Linked DNA regions of Bos taurus: region 1 is linked to region 2. The links are chromatin contacts, called in public Hi-C maps. All regions are on one chromosome and are shown on one strand. The core of a region is the stretch at or near the end of the contact, and the rest is flanking DNA. Distances in the headings are between cores, read along the strand shown. Region 1 overlaps ATP9A (ATPase phospholipid transporting 9A (putative)). Region 2 overlaps LOC112449352 (a long non-coding RNA gene).

Region 1 (7,675 bases), core at 4,807-7,306, 210 kb before region 2:
GATCTCACGCCAGCCCCCCTGCCCCCAAGGTCATGCTCGTCCTGACCAGGGGTCTCCACCCCCTCGTTCCGCCCTCAGACCTGGCTCCAGCTTCTGTGACTATTGCCGAGATGAAGGCAAAAAGCCGCTCCGAAGCAGAACCATGTGTTTGAGTGTCCCTTTCTGCCAGGTTTAGAAAGAAAAACCTCCAGCTGTCAGATTCCAAACCAAAAGCACCTGGAAGGCCCCGCCCCCTCACCCCCCACGCCGTAGTTTTCCTTTCCCAGTTGTTGAAAGTAGCATTTCACGGAAGATCCGGAAGCCGCAGAAGCAGGTCAGAGGGAGGAGGGGAGCGCAGCTGTCCGGCCGATGGCCGGGCGCCCCCTACCCCCGCCCACCGCTGTGCTCTGTCTGCCCGCAGACGTGTACTTCATCGCCACGCTGTCCTTCCTGTGGAAAGTGTCCGTCATCACCCTGGTCAGCTGTCTGCCCCTCTACGTCCTCAAGTACCTGCGACGACGGTTCTCGCCTCCCAGCTACTCGAAGCTCACGTCCTAGGCCGAGCGCGGGAGGGGACCCCGGGCTGCGCACACGCCTGGCGGGCAGAGTCCAAGCCGCTTCCTGTTGACCTCCACCCGGGGACTGTGCGGGCCCGCCGCCGAGGCTCTGGGCTTCTGCGGAGCCGTGGCCTGGCACACGCAGGAGGCAGGCGCCCGAGGGCCCCCACAGGCCTGTCTGAGCCCCTGGCGGTTCACGGAGGACTGAACGTGACTCTGAAACCCCGTGGCCCAGCCAAGAGGTTGGCCCGTGCGTCGCCATGCAGGCTTCCTTACGACTTGAATTTCGTTGTCCTGTGCTAAAAGTTTCTGTCCAGTTGAAAACTGTAGAGGGTTTCTTGTTGTTGTTTTAAACCATCCCAACATGTGTGCACTTTTTACATTTTTCTGCCCTTAAGATAACTGGTTTCAGAGAAAGATAGAGCTCCTGGTGTCGGTTTAGGGGAAAAGACGGTGCTGTTTGGTTAAAAAAGTTCAGCAGACAGTAATCTAAGTTTTGAAACGCTAAATATCCTCTCGAAGGCAGCCTGGCTTGTTGAAACGGCTCTGGATTCCTGGAATTACAAAAAAGCTGTGAGAAGGGAGTGAGAGAGGCACGTTATCCTTCCCCCAGCTCAGCGTCTACAGCCCCGGCGTTCACGTTAACATCACCTACCACCTCGTAAAGAATTTCAAAAGTGTTATCTTGCTTCGTTTGGACCTGGTAACAATTACAAAGCCCGTGGCTATCTGAGGACACCCTGGGACTTTGTTCTTTTTCAGCAGGAAACGTGCCACTGGGCGGCCCCTCGATGTGCCGACAGCGTGACAAGAGACTCAGCTAATTCTTTAGACAACGTCGCACATGTGGCTCAGACCCTCCGAGTCCGAAGTGGAAAGGTCAGGGACAGGAGTCTTGACGTCCACAGGAGTCTGTTTCCAGTTAGGAGGGATTGCTGAGGATGCAGCGACAAAGGGGGACGTGTCTTAGCATGTTGCGGGTCATCGGTGGCAGCTTTGAGTGAGAAGCCTGGGGTGGGGGAAGGCCTGGGCTGCAGCTCTGCAGTCAGGGCTTGCTTGTACTGCCTCCGGATTTCAAGGGAAGCTTGCTCAAAGGCAGCCGCGAGTGGAGATTCCTCTCCCCAACCAGGGTGGGGCCCTTGCGCGACTGTTTCTTATAAAGCCATGGCTTCTGGTTTCAGAGGAAGAAGAGACTTTGTGAGCGCTGGCCGTGGCCCGGCAAAGCTTTCTTGGGTTTTCAAGTCTCCCTCCAGAAGCCACATGTGCGTGCCAGAAGGGTTAGGTTGGTGGATCTGCAAGAGCTGATCGTGCTTGAGATCTTAGATTTGTGATAAATTCTTTCTGACTGTGTCCCCTCCAGCTCTTTGGCCTGGTTCTTCTTGTGCTTCAGAAGTGTAAGTTACGGCCACCCCTCCACGGGTAAGCCCGCCCTTGGATTGCGGGGACACCAGGTCCTTGCGTTTGGACCGCTGATACACTGATGTGTTTCCGTTGCCCTCTTAAAACTTTATAGAATGACAGTAAGTTGCAGGCGTTGCTAAATTGACTATGACATCACTTCTATTTTTGTTTCCAAGATTCTGCAGTTTTGTGAGATTTTTCCCATTCTGTCCCAGCCATGTCTGCCCCACAGGAAATAAATGTTGCATTAAATGAATGGTTATTTAGGAAGAAGATCTTGCTCCAAAACTTTGAGAAAGGATGAGCCAGTCTGACGTCTTTGCTGGGTGATTTTATGTGGTTTCAGAGGTGGGACGGGAGGAAGGTATGCTCAGCGTTCTCGCACCTGTCTGTCTGTCTGGAAGTCAGCCCTGTCGACTCAGGAGTCTGAAGGTCCTTCTCCCCTTTCTCAAACCCTGACCTTGACCTTGTTCACAGACAGGTGATGGCTTCCACAGGAAGGTCTCCTGGAACCCTCAGTAGGAAATGTTTAGATTAACAGCAGAGATGGGGAATGAAGATGGTCTCTTTGGATTTTTTTTTTACTTCCCAACTTTGATCGAGGTGCTTGAGTTGACTTGACTGAACTCCTTACTGGCATCTGAGAGGGAGAAAGGGTCGAGGGGAGTGGAGGAAGCGGTGCCCGGAGGTCGCACATGCTGTTTTGTGCTGTGCACAAACCCGCTTGCTCAGTCTGTCGACCACACCCCGGTGGAGGCAACCAAGAGCTGAGGATCCAATGTGCGAGTGGAGATGGGAGACCGTGGCCACCTCAGAGAGCTGCCCTGCCGGCAGGCAGCCTGTTCCCACCACCTGCAGGAGTGCCGAGTGTCTAGGAAAACATACACCCACTTCTCAAATGCTGGAGACCCGCAGGGTGGGAGCCATGAGTCAGCTGAGGGTACTGGATCCTGACCTGCACACATCAGACGTAATCCTATAGAGCCAGTGCACACGGGCGCTTCCCGGCTTAGCCTCTCTGTGGGCAGAAGACAAGGACAGAAGCAAAACCCCCCATTTTACAGGAAGCTCCTGAGTCATAAACCTGAAGCATAAGAATTCTGTTCACCACCTGGGAAGGAATTTAGGAAGCGCCGTTGACAGCTTGGAGAGGTCCCTTCACCTTGGAACTCAGTGGCCCCAAGTCTCCCACAGCCAGTTTGATTGGAAGCCAGAGGACGCCCCCCCCACCCCCTCCCCGGCACACAGGCACAGTGCTGTTTAAAGACTTTCCTTCAAAGTTTAACAAAAAAAAATGACACCTCCTCCTGCCCTGCAACAATACTAGATATTTCTTTTGTTATTGATGATGATTTTTCTTGTCTTTTTTGGCGATGGTGGTCTGCGTAGGCAGGTGAGCACTCCGTTTGGTGTGTCTTTTCCCTCCTCCGTTCCCTCCTCTCTTTCTCCAGGGGAATGACCCTACGAGCTTCTCTGGCTTGAGTGACTTCCTGTCTCAGCCTGCCTTGATGCCCGTTTTGAGAGCCTGTATGCCCCCGTGTGCGTTCCCAGTGGTGCTTGGTGAGGCTGGCCACACTGACTCGGGCTGCTTGGGGCAAAGGACGTTTCCCCGAAGCGAAGAAGGGCAAGCCAGGCAGCACCTACACTTTGGAGCAGGACCATCTGTTTACAGCCACCCGGAGCTGGGAGGCCGAGAGCTGAGATTGCTCCTGCTTCATTGTATCCAGATCCCAGACTGACTTTCCTAGCGAAACCCTTTTCTGTAGCAGTGATGTTAAATGCCAGCGTCTGCTTACCCTTTTCCCCGTATGGTTTCTGCTGAAAATTTAGACTATGCTGACAGTACTTTTGAATGTATTTTGAGCTTTTGTGCTCACTGGGAACTGACACGATCATGCCTATTTTTCCTTCCCCAGACTTTTGCTTTCATACTTTTGTTTTGTTTTTCCAAGGGTGGGGATGGAACGCCCTTGAGCACTTATGGGGCAGCATTTTAAACCTCCGCCGAAATTGCAAATGGGACCTATATGTTCTTCTGCCCCATCCTTTTTAAGGCCAACGCCCATCAGCCACTTTTATCTTTGGCCTTTTTTGCGTGTTTGGAATGTGTGTGTGTGTGAGCGCATGACGTCACCTCAAGTGTTTGAAAGACGTTCGTGGTTTTCACCGTGTTAGAATCCTGTCAGTCATGGTTTTCTTTTTCATTAAGAAATATGCAAGGAGCTTTGCAAAGGCAACAGACTTTATTTCTCTCACCTTCTTTTAACGTAAAGCACTTTTTTTGGTCGTTTATATATACTTCTTAGGAAATAGTCCCATGAATTATGTCCACTCTCTCTTAGGAAAACGTGTGTATGTTACGCTTTTGTGTGCAACCCAGTAGCACGGGGGCGGTGTGGCGGCGCTCGGGGATTTGCAGGATCTTCTCCAGCCAGCACCTTGCGCCCGGAGTCTGGTCTTCTCCATCACAGTGTGGCTGGAGGCACTGTCTGTCGGTGTTGCTGGGCAATGTCTGTGAATATTGTATTTGTTGGGGGGCAGCTGGGGAGGGGGCATGGTATTTGCAAAAAAAAAAAAAAAATTGTGGCTCATTTATTGCTCTGTTGTCATGGGTCTGACTGAATTCCTCTAGGGCTCCTTGACTTCCTCATTAGTAGATTATCTGTAACCCTCACGGCAGATATTCACCAGGACAGCGTTTTTTGATTAGAGAGGAGCTCTGGTACAGAACTTGAATTTAGCAGAAACTCCCAGATGATTTACATTCTTGATCCCGTGATGACACACATGTGATCCTGCGTGATTCTGAACGGTTCTGTTTTCATTGTGTGCCAGCGTGGCCCGTTACTGTTGCCCAATAAAGCTTGTGTACTTTATGCCTTCGGGGATCATTTTAATTTGTGCGGAAACATGAAATTCTGGTGTCAGAATGAGAGCTTTTTATGAGAATGCTATTTTGTGTGTGTCTTGTGGTACATAGAAAGTAAAGAGCTTTTTCTCTGGGTAAAGAACTATCTCAATTTCAGCAAAAAAAAAACCCCACAAATCCATGCATTATTTATTATTCTGTACTGTTGCCTATTCCAGACATGTTAGAACTTTAAAAAATGATCTCTGTTAAAAAAGGCAAACATTCATGATTCATATTTTATTTATACCCACAGTCTTTGATTGCTTTGAGTATGTTTTATTGGGGGCTTCCCTGGTGGCTCAGTGGTAAAGAATCCGCCTGCTGATGCAGAATACATGGGTTCAATCCCTGAGTCAGGAAGATCCCCCGGAGGAGAAAATGGCAACTCATTCCAGTATTCTTGCCCGGAAAATCCCATAGACAGAGGAGCCTGGCGGGCTACATACAGTCTATGGAGTCACAAAGAACCAGACACAGCTGAGCAACCAACCAACCACCTTTTGTTAAGTGACAGAAGATTCAGGATCACAGTCACTTAAGTTTTAGGGAAAAGAGGTTTTGAAGCTATTGTGTAGAATGCAGAGGACATTGTGTTTCATTCAACATGTTTGTCAACCAGGGGCGATTTTGTCCTGCAGGGGACATGGGCAATGTCTGAAGTCATTTTTGGTTGTCACAGCTTGGGGGGTGTGCTCCGCTGGGATCCGGCGAGGACCCTGCAGGGACGCTGCAGGTCACCCTCCATGTCACCGGGCAAGCCCACCCACCACAGAGGATCACCCAACCCAGCGTCCGAAGTGTTGAGGCTGAGAAACCCATGCGCATCCTGCACACGTCAGTTCTGCCCTCTGTAGGAGCCTTCATTTCCAGAGGAGCCCAGCAGTATAAACTCCTTGTCTCAAGAAGCCGGTTAGCATCCAACGGGCCAAATGTTTTAATTAGCAGCTCTTAGCAGTGCAGGCTGCTGGTGTCCTCTCGCTGGCTGTCAGCTGAAAGGGCCGTTCTCAGCTTACGGATTAGAGAGGGGATTGTACATTAGCTGTGCCCCCGTCAGCGGCGGCTCCCTGGGCCCATGGGGGACGCATGCGCTCCAGGGCAGAGGGACGGTACTTTTCCTAACCGCGTGCGGTCGATGTAAAGGCTTCAGACCACACTTGCCTGCTGTGAAATTCCATGACCGTGCAGGCACTGCTCCCGCCGCGCCGCTAGAGGGCACCTGAGGATCAAAAGACCTTTCTATTTCCTGTTTTCACCAGCCCGCCGGGCCCTCCATACCCGACTGTTGTTTCAAGATGCTGCTTTCATAGCTTCAGAATTTTATTTCATGGCCAACGGCTCCCTTAAAAACAGACATTTCTTTTTATGTTGTTGACCGGACTGTTTTGCTGGACTTAGCTTGAAAAAAAAAAAAAAAACAACCCAGCAAGATGGGAGCAGGGTGAGATGAATATTTATTTGATCTCGTATATTTGCATTTTTGAATAATTGGCAACTGGGAAGCCTTGCCCTCCTCGCTGCTCTTCGGGCTAATAAGGTTTAGAGACGAAATGTTCCATCACCCCAAGTACTTTAGCTGTTTTTGTTATGAAACTTTTCAGGGTGACATGAAACCCTGCGGTATTTGTGAGCTGATCTGTAAATGATGGATTTGCTCACCTCAAAATAGAACTGTAGTCGCTCCAGACTTTCCACAAGTCGGAGCACAGTAACAGAATTCATTCAGGACTTGCTAATTTCCTACTTTAAATGGGTTACATAACAGAGCGTCCCGCCTTCTCGCCTCTCAAAACTGCCCATGAAGTGATGGTGAGATGTATCGTTAAAAGCTAGAAATAGCTTTGCTAAACTCTGGGAAAAAGATGAGTTTGTTGTTTTTTTTTTTTCCTTCTAATATTCCCCCCTTCCCTTTTCTCATCCAAACATTGCATAATGTTAAAAAAAAAAAAAAAGTCAAATCTTTCCGTGGGATTTAATTTCGTTCTCCATGTGGCTGTGGTCGGAGGGGTAACTTAAGTACTTTGGGGGCTGGCAGATTTTTGGAGGGTCACGCACTCCCGGATCGGTTTTCATCTGAAGCTTTAGCAGAGAAAGACACCCGATCCTGGGGTTTTTCCCCTTCCCTTCCCCCCGCCTTTTGTGGATGAGTTATCTACAACGTAGCATCTTTTCAGAAAGCCTGCCTTCTCATAGGCATGCCAGAGTAAAGCCACACTCCACTTTCCATATTGAGGTTTTGATTTTGAAATGGATTTGCCTTAAAATTTGGGGTAATTGGATCATATGTAAAGTCCCCAGCCCCACAACGTACGTTCAGTGACCAGCCAGGTCTCATATCTTGGAACTCAACCTGCAGGTTCTTTTGCTTACGTCGGGAGTTTGGTGTTTCCAAGAGATTTAAGAACTTTTTTTTTTTTCCCCCTTTTATTGGGTCTAGATAAACCCAGGAATATATATTATTTTACTTCCTTCCAGAAAGATTGCCGAATCCAAAAATGAGGGATCAGAGTTGTGTGGAATATACTGATATTTTAATTCATTCTTTTGCTAAATATTTACTGAGCACCTACTATGTGCTGGGTACTGTTCTTTGGGCTGGAGGCACAGGGGAGAACAAGATGGATAATCCCTGCCCTCGTAATGATTATCGTCTTCTGTGTGGGAGACATGGGACATGCAGATACAGACTCCAGTGTCCTCTAAAGAAAGCAGGGCGAAGGGGAGACAGAGGGATGATCTGGTATAAGTAAGGAGAGAGGAAGTGATGGGTCAGAGAAGAGCCCTTCGGGGTGGACTGCTGGCACAGAAGCCTGAAGGATGGGAGGAAAGG
Region 2 (7,862 bases), core at 4,338-6,837:
CAGCATCAGGGCCCCTGTGCTCGCTTGGCTTTGCCTTTGATACTTCAAAAACCACCCTGTTCCTTTCTTAGATGTACCCCCTCCATTCCCTCCCACCTTCTCAAGACATCACCCAGCCTCCTTCTCTATTAGATAATTCTGATCAAAATACAAATACGCAGTTGCTTCTCCTATCTCAAACATAATTGTGAATCCTACAATTCCCCCTTCAGTGATTGCCTTATTTCTGTTTTCCTTTACAGTGAAACTCTTTGAAGTACTGTATGTGTCCACCTTCTCCCATGCCTCTCCCCTCCCATTCTCTCCTGAACTCACTCCCATCAGCTTCCATGCCCAGTGATGCTACCCTGTCAAAGTCATCAGCGACCCCAGGTCCTTATTAAATCAGTGGTCAATAGTCCATGGTCATTTCGCTGGAACGGTCAGCAGCACCAGCAGGTTAAGCCTTCCTACTTTCCTTCACTGGCCCCAGGCCCCCAAGTCACTTCTTTTCCACTGGCCTCTCCTCACCATCTATCTCTGGTTCCTCCTCATCTTCCCAACACTGGGATACCCTCAGGCTCAGCTCTTGGACCTCTTTTCCATCTGCCCTGGCTTCCTTGGTGACCACACCCAATCACTTAAATACTATCTCCGTGCCCAGGACACCCATGTTTATATCACCTGCCTGCCCTGGATCCTACCCCTGAATTCTAGACTCAATTTTCCACCAGCCTACTTGATAAACTCCATTTGGAACTGAAGGTGGCATCTGGCCTCAGACAGTGAGGAACTGAGGCCCTCAGTCCACAGCCCAGGGAGAATCGAGTCCTGCCAACAGCTGCTGATTTTGCCTGGAAAGGGATCCCACCCCGTCAGGCCTTCAGCAGCCTCTCGGCTGCCTCCTTGATCACAGCCCCATGAGTAACCCTGAGCAGAGGCCCCAGTTAAGCTGCTCCTGGCTTTCCAACTCAGACTGTGAGATAATAAATGTGTTCTTTTCAGCTGCTAAGTTTTGAGGTAATCTGTTACACAGCTACAACCAATGAACCATTACAGAGAGGTCAAGTAACCAGCCTGAGGTCATACTCCTGTTGGAAGGGAGTCAGGATCCAAGCCCAGTCTATCCCCTACATCAGTGGCCCCCAACCTTTTTGGTCAACTCATTAGAAAAGACTCTGAGGCTGGGATAGACTGAGGGCTGGATAAAGGGATGACAGAGGATGAGATGGTTGGATGGCATCACCGCCTCAATGGACACGAGTTTGAGCAGTCAGGAGTCAGTGAAGGACAGAGAAGCCTGGCGTGCTGCAGTCTATGGGGTTGCAAAAGAGTTGGACGTGACTCAGTGACTGAACAACAACCTTTTTGGCACCAGAGACCAATTTCATGGAAGACCATTTTTCCACAGAAAAATGGGATTTGGAGGGATGGTTTCAGGATGATTCAAGTGTTCACTTTATTTCTAACCTAATGCCGCTGCTGATCTGACGGGCAGTACGGTCCTTGGCACGGAGGCTGGGGACACTCGCCCTAGACCTTGTGTTTTTAAATTTCAAAACAGGGACTTCCCTGGTGGTCCAGTGGTTGGGACTTCGCCTTCCAATGCAGAGGGTGTGGGTTCAATCCCTGGTCAGGAAGCTCAGATCCCACATGCCTTGTGGCCCCTAAAAACCAAAACATAAAACAGAAGCAGTATTGTAATAAATTCAATAAAGACTTTAAAAAGGGCCCACATCCACACACACACAAAAAGCTTTACAAAAATAAACTTCAAAGCATACCACATCTCAGAACATTCCCCATCTTGAGTTACAACGGACGTTTCCACCAGCACCTCTGCAAAGCAGAAGGCCACCTGAGAGCGCCGGCCCTAACAGGGGGATGGGTCTAAACATCGGCCTCCTTACTGGTCTCTGTGCTTCTCCCACCCACTCACTCAGCTGCCAGGCGTTGGTTCTGAGGCACCAAATGGACCACATCACTTATAGATTTAAAGCCCCATGATGACCCATCCAGGGGTCCTCAGGCTGCCGTCCGTCCTGTCCAGAGCTGGTGCCCACATGTTCACTGCACACCCCTCTTGCTCGCAGTCCACAGACCTCCCTCTGCTGGGTCCTTCCTCCCAGGCGGCCATCCACCCCAACGTGGGGATTCTGGGGGAGCCTCCTCCCGCCCACTCAACACCTGGTCACATGCTCCCCTTTATCCTCACGGCCCCCTCTCCTGGGTCCCGAGCATCAGCATTTAAACTAGCTGGGTGTCGCCTGTCTACATAAACCAGAAATAAAGACAGAGAAAGTCGTCACCCCCCACACCCCTCTCCAGCCCCTGGCCTGGCTCTCTCCGCACACCCCAGCCAAGGAAAGAGCTGTTCACGCGTCTCGTCCCCGTGTCCTCTCCTCCTGCTCACCCTCCATTGCTGCCCTTGGCAGTCTCTGCCCACAGCATGCTGCCAAAACCAAGGCCACTGGGGCCCTCCTCCAGCTGAACCAAATGGGTCCTTCTCGAGCCTTCCCTTCCTGGGCTTGTCTGCAGCGTTCCACACTGTTGACTGCTCTCCACCATGTGAACCTGCTCCTTTGCTCTTGGTTTTCTGGACATCCGTGCACCTGTCTTCCTCCTTCTGCCCATTGGCTCCTTGTCCTCCGCAGCCCAAACGGAGGCCCCCCAGGCATCAGCCCCCAGGCCCTCTTGTCGTCTCCTCCGTGGGGACCCCGTTGCTTTGACTCCCATCCTGGGATGAACAAAAGCTATGTTCATTAGCTTCAGTTCAGACTCTTCTTCACCCACTGACACCCCAAGTAAATGGACCTGGGGCCCGTCGCCTCTCCACAGCCCTGAAAACGCCGTTCTCCTCCTGTGAACCCCTCTCTGAAGACGACATCAGCATCAGCTCCACTGTCAGACCCGGAACCCCAGCCTTCAGCCTGCCTCCCCCTCCCCAGTCCCATACGGTGGACGGAGTGCCCCCCGGCACCCCCATCTCCATACCCCACTGCCTTGGTTTTGGTCTAGTGCCTATTAAATGACCCCTCCCCGACTGTCCTTTCTCCCCCATGAGAAGGTCAGCTTCCTGAGGGCAGGGCCCCATCCGTCCAGCCTGCAGCTGTGCCTGCAGCTCTGAGAAGGGCCAGGCGCGTGGCAGGCACTCCAGTGTATGAGGGATGGACAGAGAGCGCACAGTCAGTTTTCTCTGGGATCCGTGGCTGCAGCCCGCCTCCTGAGATGCTCTTCCACTGCAACCAGCATGGCCTGAGAGGGCTGGGGGTGTTCGGAGGGACACAGACTTCCTCCTGCACTTGACTCAACCAGAACCCCAGGTCAGAACCAAATCACTCCTCTGGTGTCCAGCCTGTAGCAAAGGAGAGAGGGAACCCATGGTGGCAGGAGGCGTGCAGGGCCAGGAAATCAGGCATCTGGAGTGAGGTCAGCTGAACAGTGGTCCCCAGAGAGGTCCACATCCTGATTCCTGGGACCTGGGACTATGTCACCTTATAAGGCAAAGGGGACTTTGTGACTGTGATGATGTTAAGAATCTGGGGGTTGGGAGATTATCCTGGATGATCTAGGTGGACCCACTGCCATCACAGAGTCCTTTATAGGAGGGAGGCAGGAAGGTCAGAGAAGGAGCTGTGGTGGCAGAAGCAGAAGTCAGAGTGATGTGAGCCAAGGAACATAGGAAGCTTCTAGAAACTGGAAAAGGCAAACAGATTTTGCCAGATTCTGCTCTGGAGCCTCCAAAAGGAGCAGCCCGGCTGACATCTTGCCTTTAGGACTCCTGACCTCCAGAAATGTAAGATAATTAATTTGTGATGTAAGCCATTAAGTTTGTGGTGACTTGTTGTGGCAACAGGAAACTTGTAAGAAATAGTAGTAGCTAATCTTCCCTAACAACCTGCCAGGTGGACGCCAGCCACTTCAGTGGGCCATGAACATGGACCAAAAACTCAGGCTAAAATCCTGGCCCTCAATGTGATGGTGTTAGGAGGTGCCTTTGGGAGTAATTAGGTCTTGAGGGTGGAGCCCTCGTGAAGGGGATTATTGCCCTTACAAAAGAGGCTCCAGAGAGCTCTCCTTCCACCCCATGAGGACACAGGGAGACGTGGGCAGTCTGCAGGCCACAAGAGGGTCCTCACCAGGACCTGCCCATGTTGGCATCCTGCTCTCAGACTCCCAGCCTCTGGAACTGTGAGAAATCAATTCCTATTGTTCACAAGCATCTTCCCCCCTCCCCCCTCCAACTCCGCCCCGCCATCATGGTACTTGGTTATAACAGCCCAAACGGATGGAGACAGTCATTCCCAGAATTCTGCGAAGAAGGCTCTCTTACCTACGTTTTACTCATCAGGAATCAGAGGCCCCGAGAGGTGGCATGACTTCCCCAGGGCCACAGGACTGGCTGCAGCAGAGCCCAGCTGCACAGCCCCGGCTCTTTGACTCCGAAGCCCGTGTTCTCCCATCTGAGCTGCACTGCTTCTCCAGTGCCCCTCCACCTCTTTGGGCTTCAATTTCCCCATTTGTCTCATGAATCGATTTAATTAGATCAGCCCATCCAACCAAACACAAACTTCGTGAGCTGTTAGCAGGTGTTCCATGGGGAAGAGACTGGGGGAAGCAGGTTTACGGTATGATATCTTTGGAAGCACTGAGTTGGAGTTTGAAAGCTTTTCTTGCTTTTTTTGCTGCAGGCCTTCTCAGAACCTCTCAGAGACGAAGAGTACCGCGGCTGTTTAAAAGGTGGGCAGTGCCCACAGCATTTCCTGCCTGGCTGACCCATGGGGCCATGTGGAGCAGAACATTGCTCAGGACTAAGTCTGGGGACACCTCACTCTGAAATGCTGATGATCTGGACAGTCTTTTCATTTACAAAGGGCCTGGGTTCTATGAGCTTTCAACCTCCCCCCACCCCCCCACCCCCATCAGCGGTCTTCAACTGATGCTAATACTGCTAAGTTCTACTCCGAGGAGGGAGACCCAGGTCGAGTCTGCCACTGAGCCCCCAGGGAAGCCTGGCTGTAGCCTGCCTCCTGGGATGGCTCCTTCCCCTTCTCTGAGATTCCTGTCGTTGCACTGACAAATTGCCACAAACATGTGCCTTAAAACAGCGGAGCGTTATTGCCTTTCAGTTTGGGAGGTCAGAAGCCTCTGGGCTACAGTCAAGGTGCTGGCAGGGCTGTATTCCTTCTGGAAGCTCAAGGATTTTTCCTGCGTTTTCCAGCTTCTGGGGGCCACCCCCACTCCTTGGCTCATGCCCCTTCCTCCAGCTTCAGCACCAGCAGTGGCAGGCCCAGCCTTCCTCGCAGCCTCGGTCATCCACGTTTAGGGCTCTTGTGGTCCCACTGGACCCACCCGGGTCCCCCAGGCCAGTCTCCTGGTCATGAGGTCAGCTGACTAGCAAGCTTAATTCCAGCTGCACCCTTAATGCCCCCTCTTGAGGTGGCATCCATTCACGGGTTCCAGGTTCTAGGTGGATGTCTTCAGGGGCTGTTACTGTGCTTCCCTCGCCTCCTCTGCTCAGCTCTGAACTCAGCACAGTAACAGTGCTCAGAGCTGTGCCTGTGATGCTCTCACCACGGCCCCCGGGGCGGCTGGCGCCCGTCACCCCTCCTGACAGGAAACCGAGGCTCAGAGGTGTGAAGTTGCCTGCTGAGGCCGCCCAGCAGGAAAACAGCCCAGCTGGGGCTCATGGCCACGTCCACGCATGCGCCTCAGGAGCCCAGGCTCTTGGCCACCATGGGGGGCACCTGTTACCCGCCACGGGCCAGCTCCTCCCGCAGTGAGCGCCCCCACCGGCTTTGCTCAGGAGAGTGGACACAGTCCTAAGCTCCATGCGTCAGTTCCACAGGCCTGTGAGCACACTTCCCTGGCCCTCAGGGTTCTCCTCCCTGGGCCTCCGCCAGCTAGTGTGCAGAAACACTCGACGTGCAAAGACCCCACGCGGGCCTCACTGGGTGAGTCTGTATAAATGGTGGCCGCCCTTTGGGGGGCGGGGAGTGGTGATTCTCCTGACTGTATCATAAAGCCACAGACAGGGCTTCTTCCCTGGCGGCTCAGCGGCAAAGAATCCGCCTGCCAATGCAGGAGATAGGGGTTCAATCCCTGATCAGTGAAGATCCCACATGCAGTGGAGCAAACAAGCTGTGTGCCACAACTACCGAGCCTGTGCTCTAGTCTGGCAGCCACAACTACCGAGCCCACCTTAATGCGAAGCGTGCTCTGCGAACAAGAGCAGCCAGCGCCATGAGAAGCCCGAGCGCTGCAACTCAAGTAACCCCGCCCGCCACAGCGAGGGGAAAGCCCACGGGCAGCGATGAAGACCCAACACAGCCGAAAACAAATGCATGAATAAAATATAAAATGCCTGACTTGGAAAAAATGAACCATCAGTAAGTATTTTTCTCAAAAGCTGCGCACAACATTGGAAATCCGACAACCAGGGATGTGAACATGCCTGGTTCTGTTGAACCAGAATCTGGTGAGTGCCTGGGCCAGGTGCTTCTACTCGGGTCTGCTCACAGGGTCCATCCAGAGCACCTGGAGACTTTGCTCAGTAGCTCCGTCCTCACTGCACATCCCGGGAGGCTGGGTAGCTGGGTGAGAGCTCCTACTCATTCACACGTGTACTCAACAGTATTTACTGATGCTGAGGATGTGTTCTGGACACAGCAGGGGAGAGCTCACATTCTGGCAGGAGACAGACTGTGAACCGTAGACACAGAAGGGATGGAGATGAGTGACGAGAGCCACGGAAGAGGGAAGCGGCTGGTCAGGCCAGGGGGCTGGATGGGCAGGTGGGTGGGCGCTGGTAGGGTGGCTGGCTGAGTGACTGTGAGTGTTAGGGTGTGCCTGGAACCAAACGAAGCCCGGATCACAGTTACACCGTGGGCCAGGGCTCTCCTTGTTTTTCAGGCCAGATGTGAGGCTCCAGGTGGGCCCCCTCTGATGACCACACGGCGTGAAGTGGCAGAGTTAGGACCTGAACCAGGTCTGTGTGCCCCACACAGGTACCTGTAACCCCTGCCCCCAGATGGGACCACGAGGCCACAGCATGAGGGGGTGCTGCCCATGAGCCTCAGATCAACACTGTCACAGGGTTACATCAAAACACAGCCGGGGGCTGTCCTGGTTCCCCCAGCAAGAGAGGAAGAGGACGAGGTGCCCCTAAGGTGGGTGGGGAAGACCCGCTCAAGGAGGTTTGTTTGGAGGGTCTAAAAACCCAAACCTGGCCACGAACGCTAGTGCGGAAACGCACGTCTTCTCCCCGTGAATATTACAAGTCTTAGAAATCCAGCTTCCTTCCCAGGCCAGGCTGGAGGGGGGTGAACTCCTGCCAGCTGGAACCCCAACGTGCTCCCTAAGTGGGTACAGCTGTTGGCTTCTGTGTTTCGGAACCGTTCACGTGTTACTGTGACATTAAATACTTTTCTTCCTAATGAGCACTTCCCCCTCAAACGTCCGAAGGTGAAAAGAGACATCCTCTGGGCCCAGCCAAGGCCAAGTCTGTGAAGAAATTTCCCTGATGCGGACACTGGGGCACGTTCTGTTAATAACACGAGGAGTGCTTCCCGAGGCAGAGACGCTCGGTGGAGCCCTGCTGCCCCCTAGAGGGACAGGTCCCCGAGGCCCAGGCGGGAGGCGATGCTGGTCCTGGGGCCCGGGGCTCCCCCTGGGCCTCCTGTAAGGCCCCCCTCTCCCCCGCCTCTCTGCCCCTCCTCTGCATCTCACTCCAGGACCACCTTTCGCCTGACCTCCGTCCATCTGCCACGTCAACACGTTGTAGGAGGAGCCCCCAGCTCCACTAGCCAGTCCCAAGCTCCCAAGGACTCAGCTCGCTCTGCCCAAAACACTGGCCCCCAGGACACTGGCCAGGCCTCTCTGAA

The links. Hi-C and Micro-C count contacts between places; a contact is called where the count stands out from the background.
Region 1: a Hi-C map of liver shows a contact between it and region 2, with 3 times the contacts expected there. The contact joins two enhancer-like sites. A contact is called at or near these places in 5 of 11 Hi-C or Micro-C datasets (blood, liver, skeletal muscle and 2 more).

Annotation. Positions count from the first base shown.
Region 1 is chr13:79,430,827-79,438,501 of ARS-UCD2.0, reverse strand. It overlaps ATP9A (ATPase phospholipid transporting 9A (putative)), which reads left to right. Exons shown (of 28, transcript XM_025001333.2): 28 at 401-4,813. The coding sequence ends at 537. Among named protein-coding and RNA genes, the nearest start is that of NFATC2, 33 kb to the right of the region's middle. Within about 2 kb of position 6,056, at least 18 of the 102 cell types and tissues checked have an H3K27ac peak or open chromatin away from gene starts, as enhancers often do. A contact at or near this core is called in liver, where this site is marked.
Region 2 is chr13:79,219,771-79,227,632 of ARS-UCD2.0, reverse strand. LOC112449352 (a long non-coding RNA gene) reads right to left here. Exons shown (of 3, transcript XR_009497052.1): 2 at 2,393-7,862; 3 at 1-1,646. Among named protein-coding and RNA genes, the nearest start is that of NFATC2, 180 kb to the left of the region's middle. Within about 2 kb of position 5,587, at least 11 of the 102 cell types and tissues checked have an H3K27ac peak or open chromatin away from gene starts, as enhancers often do. A contact at or near this core is called in liver, where this site is marked.